Regions from separate parts of the Mus musculus genome. Here regions 1, 3 and 4 are each linked to region 2. Evidence: chromatin contacts called from public promoter capture Hi-C data. All regions are on one chromosome and are shown on one strand. The core of a region is the stretch at or near the end of the contact, and the rest is flanking DNA. Distances in the headings are between cores, read along the strand shown. Region 1 has its middle 4.7 kb from the start of Gm30232. Region 2 holds the start of 2610008E11Rik (RIKEN cDNA 2610008E11 gene). Region 3 holds the start of Madcam1 (mucosal vascular addressin cell adhesion molecule 1). Region 4 holds the start of Pdxk (pyridoxal (pyridoxine, vitamin B6) kinase).

The links. Promoter capture Hi-C pulls out the DNA fragments that hold promoters and counts their contacts.
Region 1: a promoter capture Hi-C map of hippocampal neurons shows a contact between it and region 2, with 3 times the contacts expected there. The contact joins the enhancer-like site here to the promoter of 2610008E11Rik in region 2. A contact is called at or near these places in 9 of 39 promoter capture datasets (the 3T3-L1 cell line, 3T3-L1-derived adipocytes, cranial neural crest and 5 more), 3 of 484 Hi-C or Micro-C datasets (CD8 T cells, cortical neurons and nephron progenitors) and 7 of 115 datasets of contacts at active chromatin or transcription factors (the NIH/3T3 cell line, astrocytes, bone marrow-derived macrophages and 4 more).
Region 3: a contact with region 2 is called in a promoter capture Hi-C map of hippocampal neurons, with 5 times the contacts expected there. The contact joins the promoter of Madcam1 here to the promoter of 2610008E11Rik in region 2. A contact is called at or near these places in 16 of 39 promoter capture datasets (the 3T3-L1 cell line, the C10 cell line, cranial neural crest and 10 more), 6 of 484 Hi-C or Micro-C datasets (the N1E-115 cell line, cerebral cortex, cortical neurons and 2 more) and 3 of 115 datasets of contacts at active chromatin or transcription factors (astrocytes, bone marrow-derived macrophages and embryonic stem cells).
Region 4: a contact with region 2 is called in a promoter capture Hi-C map of hippocampal neurons, with 5 times the contacts expected there. The contact joins the promoter of Pdxk here to the promoter of 2610008E11Rik in region 2. A contact is called at or near these places in 10 of 39 promoter capture datasets (the 3T3-L1 cell line, 3T3-L1-derived adipocytes, cranial neural crest and 5 more), 2 of 484 Hi-C or Micro-C datasets (adipose-derived mesenchymal stem cells and cortical neurons), 10 of 115 datasets of contacts at active chromatin or transcription factors (the NIH/3T3 cell line, astrocytes, embryonic forebrain and 7 more) and 3 of 9 other capture datasets (adipose tissue, embryonic stem cells and liver).

The regions. Positions count from the first base shown.
Region 1 is chr10:78,480,679-78,483,378 of GRCm38.p6, reverse strand. No RefSeq gene overlaps it. Among named protein-coding and RNA genes, the nearest start is that of Gm30232, 4.7 kb to the left of the region's middle. Within about 2 kb of position 1,403, at least 260 of the 459 cell types and tissues checked have an H3K27ac peak or open chromatin away from gene starts, as enhancers often do. A contact at or near this core is called in CD8 T cells, bone marrow-derived macrophages, cortical neurons and 3 more, where this site is marked.
Region 2 is chr10:79,096,190-79,098,889 of GRCm38.p6, reverse strand. 2610008E11Rik (RIKEN cDNA 2610008E11 gene) reads left to right here and starts at 1,290. Exons shown (of 6, transcript NM_001004362.2): 1 at 1,290-1,432. The coding sequence starts at 1,412.
Region 3 is chr10:79,663,270-79,665,969 of GRCm38.p6, reverse strand. Madcam1 (mucosal vascular addressin cell adhesion molecule 1) reads right to left here and starts at 1,411. Exons shown (of 5, transcript NM_013591.3): 1 at 1,303-1,411; 2 at 792-1,058; 3 at 213-539. The coding sequence starts at 1,363.
Region 4 is chr10:78,463,651-78,466,350 of GRCm38.p6, reverse strand. It overlaps Pdxk (pyridoxal (pyridoxine, vitamin B6) kinase), which reads left to right and starts at 1,403. Exons shown (of 11, transcript NM_172134.2): 1 at 1,403-1,590. The coding sequence starts at 1,504.

The DNA of each region.
Region 1 (2,700 bases), core at 154-2,653, 620 kb after region 2:
GTGCATTCTGGGTAGAACAAGAATGGATTCACTAGACAGTGTGGGTGAAACACTATTTATCAACCAAACAGGGGCTCAAACACTCAGCAATTGCCCTTGCCTACGGACTTTGATCTCCTATGCTGTATAATAACAATCAATTGCTCTATTTGTCTGGCAAGCAAGCCTGATTCAGGACAGCCCTGGATTGTCCTTAGATGCAATTCCAGCCACTTGTGGTCCTTCCAGATCCTTCCAGGTCCATGGTAGCCAGCTACTATACCCTAACATCTCCCAGGAATCAGTATAGTGGCTGGCCATGAGTGGAAGGGGAATGGGGACCTGCCACCTTGCTCAGTGACCAGCCAAAAAGTACATTGCAAGAGGCCACCACCTGGCTGCCCAGGCCAGCCCAATCTTCCTGCTGGACCAGCCAGGCAAGGAAGCACCAGTCAGCTGACATTGCCTATGGCTCCCATTCTAGTGCCCATGACACCCTGGTTCCCTCCAAGGCAACCAGTCACAAGCAGGAAGCACCACCTGCCAGAAATGATCAGAGACAACCTCATTCATTACACACCTCACAGGAGAGGCTCTGGGAAGACAACACAAGGCTGCATTCCTTCTAACAGGTTGCTTCCAAAGCCAAACTCAGCAAACTGTTTGCTTGTATTACTGTCTCTTCAGTAATACAAGCAAGCCTGCTGGAGGTGTAGGGTTGCGGTTCTAGCCCCATCCCAGCGATGACAGGCCACCTCAGGAGTGATCAGACCTGTAGTGTGGCTCAGCTTCTTGGGCTCCAACCAGTCTGCGATCTTAACTCAGCCTCCTGAATTTCAGCAGCCCCCGCGGATCCTCCCAGCTCAGCATTTTATCACTCAGGGTTGGCCAGGCCGACCGAAGCAGCAGGTACCCTTAAGAACTACGGTGTGTACCACAGTCAGATAGGGGTGTGCCACATTCACTACCCTACTGTAGGCTCTCCAGAGTACTCCACGCCCCCAGCCTGTGTGCCCCAGGCTCTATCCGAAGCGCGCCCAGCTCCCGATAGGAACCCCAGGGTGGCCCCAAGGGAACCAACGTCATCGCCGCCGCCTTGCACACTAGCGGCCGGGCTGGGTTATAGAAGTGGCGAGGCATGAACCTGCAGAGGGAACATGGCCACCCGGTTGCCCACGTAGCCACGGACTACATGGCTCTGAATAGAGAGCACCCGGCACTCGCCCTCCATGCCGGGCTAGCCTTGGTTGCTGAGGTCACAGTTGCTGTTACGGTCTGCGGATCAGCTCGCTTGTCCCTCCGCGCAGGCGTAGTTTTTGGACTTGGGTGAACTGAGTCTTGGAGTCCCGCTCCGCTAGGGGTGAGCTGGAGGCGGGGCCTCGCTCGTGCCTCGCCTCTCCGGGAAACCAGCTCTGTGGTACTGACCCCTACCCGCTCCTCTGAGCTAGTGCAGCACATCGGCGCCCAAGCCCTCTCTGCACACCCAGGTTAGCACCAAGCCATCTCATCTGGGATTCGCTCCTCAGTGTGGTTAATTCATTCCACGCTGTTCCAACCCGTTGGCCTATGGCGCTGATCACCCCATGGGTGGCACTCCTAAATGCTGCTGTCTAAAAGCTCCCACCCAGCTCCAGTGCTGTAAGACCCTCAGAGATCGGGTGGACTCCTCCAGCCTCATGGCCTCCGTGGAATCCCAGACCCGGTCAGCCGTGTGCTCGGCTGTCTGAACTCTGAACCCCGGGGGTACCTATTCCAGCGATTTCCGGGCTCATGTTCACCTTCTTAGAGCCACTCATGGGTACAACAGACTTGAAGCTGCTGCTCTGGCTTTCCTATTTTCATGCCTCCCCACACACGTGCAATCCTCTCAGTCTTAGAGAAAGTGCACCTCTCTGTCCCATCTCCAGACCTACACTTGGCACTCCTGTGGTCACGGACACATCAGGTTCACAGATCAGCGGCACAGGCCAGCGTGTAAAGTTTGCTTTGTCTTAATGAAATTACTGGGGATGAATGAGGCCAGAGTGAGTGGGGCTAAGAGAAGAAAGGAAGAAAGGAAGGAAGGAAGGAAGGAAGGAAGGAAGGAAGGAAGGAAGGAAGGAAGGAAAGAAGACAGAAAGAAAGAAAGAAAGAAAGAAAGAAAGAAAGAAAGAAAGAAAGAAAGAAAGAAAGAAAGAAAGAAAGAACGAACTGGGGACCAGATCTGCTCTGAAGAGAAAGGAGGAACCCCATTGCTTGGGGAACAGATCAGAAAGAGGAAGTGGTATTGAGGCTCCGTTGGTGGAGTGCATATCAAGGTCCTAGCTTTAACCCCAATCCCTAAAAAGGCAAACAATAAGGAGAAACACATTGTAAGGAATTGTCTTAGTCAGGATTTCTATTCCTGCATAAACATCATGACCAAAAAGCAAATTGGGGGCCGGGCGTGGTGGCACACGCTTTTAATCCTAGCACTTTGGAGGCAGAAGCAGGCAGATTTCTGAGTTCGAGGCCAGCCTGGTCTACAAAGTGAGTTCCAGGACAGCCAGGGCTACACAGAGAAACCCTGTCTCAATAAACCCAAGGGGGGAAAAAAAAGCAAATTGGGGAGGAAAGGGTTTATTCAGCTTACACGTGGCTGTGCATCACCAAAGGAAGTCAGGACTGGAACTCAAGCAAGTCAGGAAGCAGGAGCTGATGCAGAGGCCATGGAAGGATGTTACTTATTGGCTTGCTTCCCCT
Region 2 (2,700 bases), core at 41-2,540:
ATAGCCTCACACAATATTCACCTGGAGAGTTCTAAACCGTGTGTGTGTGTGTGTGTGTGTGTGTGTGTGTGTGTGCGTGTGTGAGTGTGTGTGTGTGCGCGCGCATTCGTGCATGCATGAGTGTGTGTGTATGTGTGAGTGTGTGTGCGTTTGTGCATGCATGAGTGTGTGTGTGTGGGGGGGGGAGTCCTACTCCCCCTACTCTGATTTCATTGAAACTAAAGTTTGGAGTATTTAAAAAGTCCTAGGGGGTTATAATGTGTGGCCAACTTAGATGCATGTGCGTCAGGGTCTTGGCTGAGTTAGCTGTTCATGATATCCATGTGTGCTACATGGCTTTGCCCACCACCACCTCACATCTCACTTTCAGGTATCCAAAATTGCTATGCCCAGCTGAAATCAAGACATACTCCTTATACGGCAACATTTCTGCAAAGCAAATGCATTCTTATTGGTCGGCACATCTCTCTAATTGTCATTTGCTTTTCTCTAAGATTTTTCAGAACAGTTTGGAATTTGGTCAAATTAGCACTCAAAAACAAAAGGAATGGAAATAATTTGCATGCATGTGGCGGCTCACTATACGTGTTCAATTTTTTTCTTCTATAAAGAGAAATAAATTATGCCATCATTGTTATTATAGTGAATTTTACCTGTTTAGATTTTTTTTTTTAAAGCTGACACTTCTCAGAATACATATATGTGATTCTGAGGAGAAAAGGGGGAGAGAAAATAGAACAGGGAATGATGAGAGCAAAGTATAATATAACAACACCCTTCAGAAGAAGTCACAATGCATACCTAAATAATTAACCAATTTTTCAGTTCTGTCTACCATGTTGCTTGTATCGGACATTGCTGCCTTACATGAATGCTTTTTATTTTGAAGCTTAGAGTTGGGAAAACACAGTTTAAAACTGTCATGATGTGATTTCCATTTGTGAATAAGATATATATATATATATATATATATATATATATATATATATATATATTCAGCCGTAAGTCCATAAATCCTTTAGCTCTATATCCAGGGCAATTGTTCAGTACTGGGCTCTGTTCTCTCACGGGGTTGGGAGCAGCCCTGCCTGACAACATCTGTGAGCAAGAACTTGCTTTTTATTTATTTATTTATTTTTATTTTTGCTTGATTCACGCACGAATTGGTTCTGTCTACTGTCACTCGTAGCCAAGCCCGAAATGCTATCCAATCGGATGCACTAGACTGAGAATTGCCCAATCATACACAGAGAGCGAGCATGGAGGGCGGGCCTTCGCTGCTCCGCTGTGGCCTTTGTCTGTCCCCGGCCATCTTAGATCTGTAGCCTCATCCAGTTCCGAAGGATCGGAAATCACTGAGGCCCCTGTCTCCTGTGACAGTCGCGGTGGGGAGGCCCGCGCAGGACGCAGGATGTCGGCAGAGCCTGTCATGGTGAGTGCGAGCGTCCTGCAGCGGGGAAGCTGTCTCTGCACCCTCCGCCGCCCCCGACCCCCCGGCCCGGTGCGCCTGCGCCGTTGTCAGGTCCTTCAAGGCTGGGCTGGAGGGTGGAGGTTGCTGGAGTCCACAACTTGCCCGCGAGGACTTTGAGGGAGATGGGTTTCCTTCAAGAGAGGAGCCGGGTCCGTGGATTCTGCAGTCCCTTATATGTAAAGGAGAAGCAGCTCAGCTCGGAGGCCAGTAAGCAAAGGAGAGCGCCCCTTCGGGGACATCCCTCTACTTTGATCACAGTTGCCTAAGAATTTCATGAGGAGGCTAAAAGAAACAAAATCAATTTATGACAGTGTCATCTGGTTGATTTTTTCGGTAAAGGCTCCCAGCAACTTGATGTCACTTAGCATCAACATTCAGTGCTTAAGCAGATTTTAAGAGTTGAGTAAAATTTGAAAATTAAGGTAAATGGTGCATGAGTTGGCTTACTTATTTCTCTGGTCTGTAGAAAACACTGGTCTCACCTCAAAAGGATTAGAGAGAGTTTATTCTGGGACAGATATGAGTCACCCTGTTCAGTAGCATGTATTTAAGTTGCCCTAAATCACATGTTTCAACGTGGATGTAGTTAGGTGAGGTTTTAATAGTGAAAAACAAAATCAAGGCATTTATCAAAGACACTGTGGACACATCAGGGTAGATAGGTTACATGCAGAGGAAGCTCTTACAGATATGAGAGATTATCTGGGGACACTCTTAGCTTTTGGCTTGGTGGAAGCTAGTGGTCTGCTCTGTGGACACATTCCCAAGTTTTCAGCTGCTAGTTGGTGTCCGACCACATAGAGAAGATGAATACTAACTGGATATTAAGGGACCTGATGATCGCAAAGAGTTCTAACTACATTTGCAATGTTCCAGCTCCACAGAATCATGAAGTTTTGATCAGCCAGGAAACCTTATAAAGTCTTTAGAACTCACTTGGAATTATTTTTGAGGAAAGGAGAGACTTAAGTTTCTACTCCTTAAGAATTTTCTGACTTGTGAGGCAGAGACAGGTGGATTTCTGAGTTTGAGGTCTACAGAGTGAGTTCCAGGACAGCCAGGGCAATACAGAGAAACCCTGTCTTGAAAACAGAACAAAACAAAACAAAACAAACAAAAAAACCAAACCAAAACAAAACAAAACAAAAAGAATTTTCTGGCTGGGGAGATGGTTCTGATAGTAAAGGCACATGCCATCAACTGTGACAGTGTGAATTGCATCCCTGGAA
Region 3 (2,700 bases), core at 162-2,661, 570 kb before region 2:
CAAAGCCAAGAATTTGTGAACAGAAAACGACGGAAATATCATGTTGGAGCTAGCATAGAGTAGGTCCTTATCTTTTGAGTTAATCTTTTCTGGCTGCCTTGTGACACAGGCATTGAACAGTTTTGTTGGGGATCTACAGGTGGGGACAACCAATCATGGGCCAAGCCCCAGAGCTGCTGGGCCTAGAGGCAGGCAGGACCCAGTGGTCTTACCTGGAATCTCCTTTCTATGGGTCAGCACCAGTTTGGGCAGCTGCATGGTGACCTGGCAGTGAAGGGCAGGAGGGGCAGGGGTCCCCAGGGAGGGTAACCGCCAGCGTTGTGTCATTCGGAACAGTGGTGTGCCCTCAGCCTCTTGTATCTCCTCTTCTTGCTCTGGTTCCAGGGCTTGGGCACCCTCCAGTCTCTGCTCTCCCAGTAGCAGGGCAAAGGAGAGACTGTTCGGGTCTGCAGGCCAGATGTTGTGGGCCGTGCAGGACACCACCTGGTCCTGTCCAGGTACAAGGAACTCCGGGGACACCACCAGCTGGTCTGGGAAGGCTGTGGATCGATAGCAGGCCCAGGGCTGAGCTTAGAGGTCAGGCCTGGGCCAGGCAGAGGGGAGTTTGGCGTGAGAGTGCAGCTATGGCCTCAGGTGGTTGGGACAGGAAGGGTGAGTATGTCAGCCTTGAAGGTCTACAGTGTGGGGGTGGCAGTGGAGTGTGGGGACTTGGTGGGTGGTGGCACTGGTATGGCGCAAGGTCCTGATTCCCCCGGGGCAGGTGGCACCTAGAAAGGCAGAGTGGGCCTCACCATACACAAGGATCTTCACGGAGTGCTGGAAGCTTCGACTCCCGCAGGAGCCCACACACACAGGAGTGCCTGTGTCTGACAGCATGCCCCGTACAGAGAGGATACTGCTGCCTGGGAGGGTCTGTACACTGCCCAAGCTGGTGTCCAGACCACGCCAGTGCACCCGGGCTACACCCTCGTCACAGGACATGCTGCAGGTGATCTGGAGGGATGTGCCCATGGCCACAGCTACCTCAGACTCAGGGGGGTTCACCTGGAAGGACTGTCCTGAGGAGTAAGAGCATTAAAGCTGTGATGGGACAACTGGGTCCCAGGTTCCAGCCCTGACCCTGGGTTGAGACCCCAGGGCTCTCGTCCTCTGGCCCAGGTTCCTGGGCCTTGATGAGAGACCAACCGGAGCCGCACATCCCTAGTCTCTCAAAGCCGTGGATTTTCACAGCACTCCCAAACTCTCCTCCCTTGTACCCATTCATCTCTCGAAGCCTGCTTCCCTACCCACAGCCCTGCTTACCTCTGCTGAGCTGGTAGGGTACTAGGGCCAGGGCCAGCAGGAGGGCCAGGATGGATTCCATGCCTGCCTCTGTCTTGTGACCGCCAGGGGAAGCGGCTTAAATAAGAGTGGGCCGGCAGCTTCCTACTGTCTGAGACCCTGCCTCTCCTCCCCCTTCTGCCGGCTCTGTGGGACTTTCCCAGGGGGCTTTCCCAGCCCGACCCCCACTTTGTAGGAGGCAGAGAATCAGAGGCTAGAGGTGAGGCAGGGACCCGGGAACACAGTCATTACAGATGGGGAGGGAAGGTCTGGGAAGGTTCCAGGCCCCGGTTCTATGTACGGGAAGGCTGAAGCTAAAAGCTGGAGGTGGGTCACCATGGTGGGTCAAGTGCATGGAAATCTGCCAGTCCTAGGTTGCCCCGCCCACCTCGCTGACTAGAGCTGTGCCTTCACTTCCACAGGTGGCCGCATGAGGGCGGCAGAGGGGCCTGGCCTGGTTCTGGATGGTGCGGGAGTTGTTCTGGGGCCTGAGTTCCATGTGATGTGTGTCTGGGATAAGTCACCAGTTGTCCCCTAAGTCTTTGTCCTTCCACTTGCAGGCCTGACAGAGCCTGGGGTCTGGGGCTGGCTCACTTTGACCTGAAACATTGGAGACTTAGGTTTGGTGCATCCTTGTGGGACCATGGACCTTGCCAGGAAACTTGGTAAGACTGAGCAGGGTCAGAGTCCCGGGCACCCAGGCACCCAGCTGAGATGGTAGGTGGCTCCCTGATCCCTACCAGATTCCTGTCCTGGAACACGTGTCACACTTCCCACATAGGAACCGTGACCTGTGGTCACAGTAGCCCAGAACAGTTCTGTATGCTAATGAAGTATTTAGAGGCCCTGAGGGATTAGCCAATAAACTTCCCTTCCTTCCGGGACATTCCTCCCTGGACATTTAGTCTCTAGTGCATCCTGAGGAGGTGGAATGCACTCATTTTCCACGATGTACAATCAATAAACAGTTTGGAACCAAGGACTGTCTCTTTCATCAAGAATGCAGTAGGGAGCACAGAGAAAGGCTTCGACTACAGAGCCACAGCCCGAGTCTCCTGCAGAAGCCCCTCTGCACTCCAAGAAAACTGCTGCTAAGCCAAGCACAATCCTCTATGAGCTTTCCGGGCTCACCGTCACCCTCAGCCAGAGGACCCCCAATTCTATTCCTAACTCCCCGAGACACAGTGCTGACTGGATGTACAGGAGTTTGGGAGCCCCCGTGGGGCCCACGGGCTCCTCATGCAGGCCCCGGGGACCCACGGCCCTCCATTTCTGACTCCTCTGTGTGGTTGGTTTTCCAGAGGTGACTGGATGCCCAGGAGTCAGGGCATCCTAGCTTTGGCCTCCCAAATCTTAGGCTAAAATTTCCCACCTCTGAGC
Region 4 (2,700 bases), core at 154-2,653, 630 kb after region 2:
ACAGCATTTGTAACCTCAGCAATGAGGAATAGAAACAGGTAGATCCCAGGGGCTTCATAACCAGGAAGCCTAGACAAACTAAGAGAGAACTTCCGGGTCCTAGTAGGGTATCTAAGTAAATGAATACATAAAATAAATCCAAGGCAGTTCCAGGTGTGGTGGCATACACCTTTAATCCTGGCACTCAAGTTAGGTGGGTCTCTGAGTTCAAAGCCAGCTTGGCTTAGATAGTGAGCTGGATCAGGGAGAGAGACATCATGAGACCTTGTCTCAAAAAAGCTAAAGAAAAGCTCAAAGTGAATTGCCCCTCCCTAAGTATAACACCAGAGGTCTTCTATACACATACACAAACACAGAAATGCCGGGATTATAAATGTACACCATTGCTCCAGGCTAGCAAGATTCAGTTACAAGAAATGTTTAGCACATACATAGTATCCAGCAAACGTTACTATCAGCAAGCAATTAATTATTCCTCCAATGTACTTCCATTTAGTTGATTCCAGTCAAGCCTTCCTAACAACTTGGTTCTTCTTTACAGCTTTTCTGGTGCTGGGGCCTTGGTATGCACCCCACCAACGGAGCCTCAAAACCACTTCCTTTTTCTGATCTGTTCCCCAAGCAATGGGAATGTTCCTTTCTCTTCAGAGCAGATCTGGTCCCCAGTACTCTCTCTCACCAAGATAAAGCAAACTTGACATACTGGCCTGTGCCACTGATCTGTGACCCTGGTGTGTCCGTGACCACAGGAGTGCCAAGTGTAGGTCTGGAGATGGGACAGGAAGAGAGGTGCGCTTTCCCTAGGACTGAGAGGACTTGGTGGGTAGTGAAGAGGGGAAGACCAGTGCAGCCCCTTCAAATCTGTCCCCATGAGTGGCTCTAAGCAGACTTGAGCCTAGAGAAGATCTCTTATTATATTGAGAAGGGGCACGTGACTCCTGACTCAGGGTAGCCTGAGATCAGATGCCTGTGAGCCCTACTGGGTCTGGGATTCCACGCAGGCCGCGTGGCTGGAAAGGATCTCCTGATCTCTGAGGGTCTTCAGGCTCTGGAGCTCAGTGGAAACTCTTTGGACAGCAGCTCCGGAGTATGCCACCCATGGAGTGATCAGCGCCGCGGGCCAAGGAGGTGGAACAGTGTGTACTGAAAGTACCGTGCTGTGGAGTGTGATACAGGCGAACCCCCTGACGCACAGACAGATCTGCAAAAAGGGATGTGAGGCCACGTGATGGAGCACAGAGGAAGGAGCTCATGTGCTGGATTCCACAGGTCCCGTTGCCCGGAGGGGCGGGGCCTGCGTGAGGCACCGCCTTCAGCCCGCCCCTCGCCGCGCGGGACTCGCGGGTTAGCAGCCGGCCTGTTGAGGTCAGAGGAGGCGGGGAGCGCGTCCAAGCCTAGCGACTGCGCGTGCTTAAAGCGCTCGGAGCAGAATCCGAGCGAGCGGCCTGAGCAACCCCAGCCTGTGACACCACCTGGACCACGCGCCACTACAGCTTTCCCGGCATGGAGGGCGAATGCCGGGTGCTCTCCATCCAGAGCCATGTTGTCCGTGGCTACGTGGGTAACAGAGCGGCCATGTTCCCTCTGCAGGTATGCGCTCCACTGCTTATGTAACCGGGCCGGGCTGCTCACTTGCGGGTCTACGGGTTCGCTGCGTGGCCTTTTCCGACTAATGACCTTGGCCCCCTGTGGCCATCCTTTTGGGTCCCTATTGAGCGCTGGGCGCGCTGAGGGCAGATCCTGGCGCAGGCAGGCCGGGGGCGTGGACTACCCTGGGGAGCTTACAGCGGGGTGGTGCAGGTGGCACGAAGCCCCCTGCCCGGCTGTGGCGCACACGGTAGCGCCTGAGGGTCCCTGTTGCTTCCGTCTGCCTGACCAACAGTGGGCAGGGGCTTCCCGAAGCGTTAAAATGCTGAGCTGGGAGAATCCTTTCCTTTGGGAGCGCGGAGAGCCTCTTGGTAGACACATTGGCTAGTGATTGCTCGCTCTCTGCAGACATCCACGTTCTGCTTCTACCCATTCTATGAACTTGGACCAAGGAGGAAGCTGGGCCCACGCTTGGGTCTGAACACTCTTAGGGTGGTCTGTCACCCGCAGAGATGGGGCTGGAACTCTGCACCTCCCGCGTGCTTGCTTTTATTCCTAAAAGACAGCATAGTTTGCTGAGTTTGGCTTTGGAAGCAACCTGTTAGAAGGGCTGTAGCCTTTTCTTCCCAGATCCTATCTCCTGTGAGATGTGTGATGAATGAGGCTATCTCTGATCATTTCTGGCAGGTGGTGCTTCCTGCTTGTGACTGGTTGCCCTTGGAGGGAACCAGGTTGTCATGGGCATTAGAATAGGGGTCATAGGCAATATCAGCTGACTGGAGCTTCCTTGCCTGGCCGGTCCAGCAGGAAGATTGGGCTGGCCTGGGCAACCAGGTGGTGGCCTCTTGCAATGTATCTTTTTTGGCTGGTCACTGAGCAGGGTGGCAGGTCCCCGTTCCCCTTCCGCTCATGTCTAGCCATTAAACTGATTCCTGGGAGATGTTAGGGTGTAGCCTCTGGCTACCATGGACCTGAAAGAAGGACTTGGAAGGAAAACAGGTGGCTGGAACTGCATTTAAGGACAATAGAGGACTGTCCTGAATCAGGCTTGCTTGCCAGACAAATAGAGCAATTGATTGTTATTATACAGCATAGGAGATCAAAGTCTGTAGG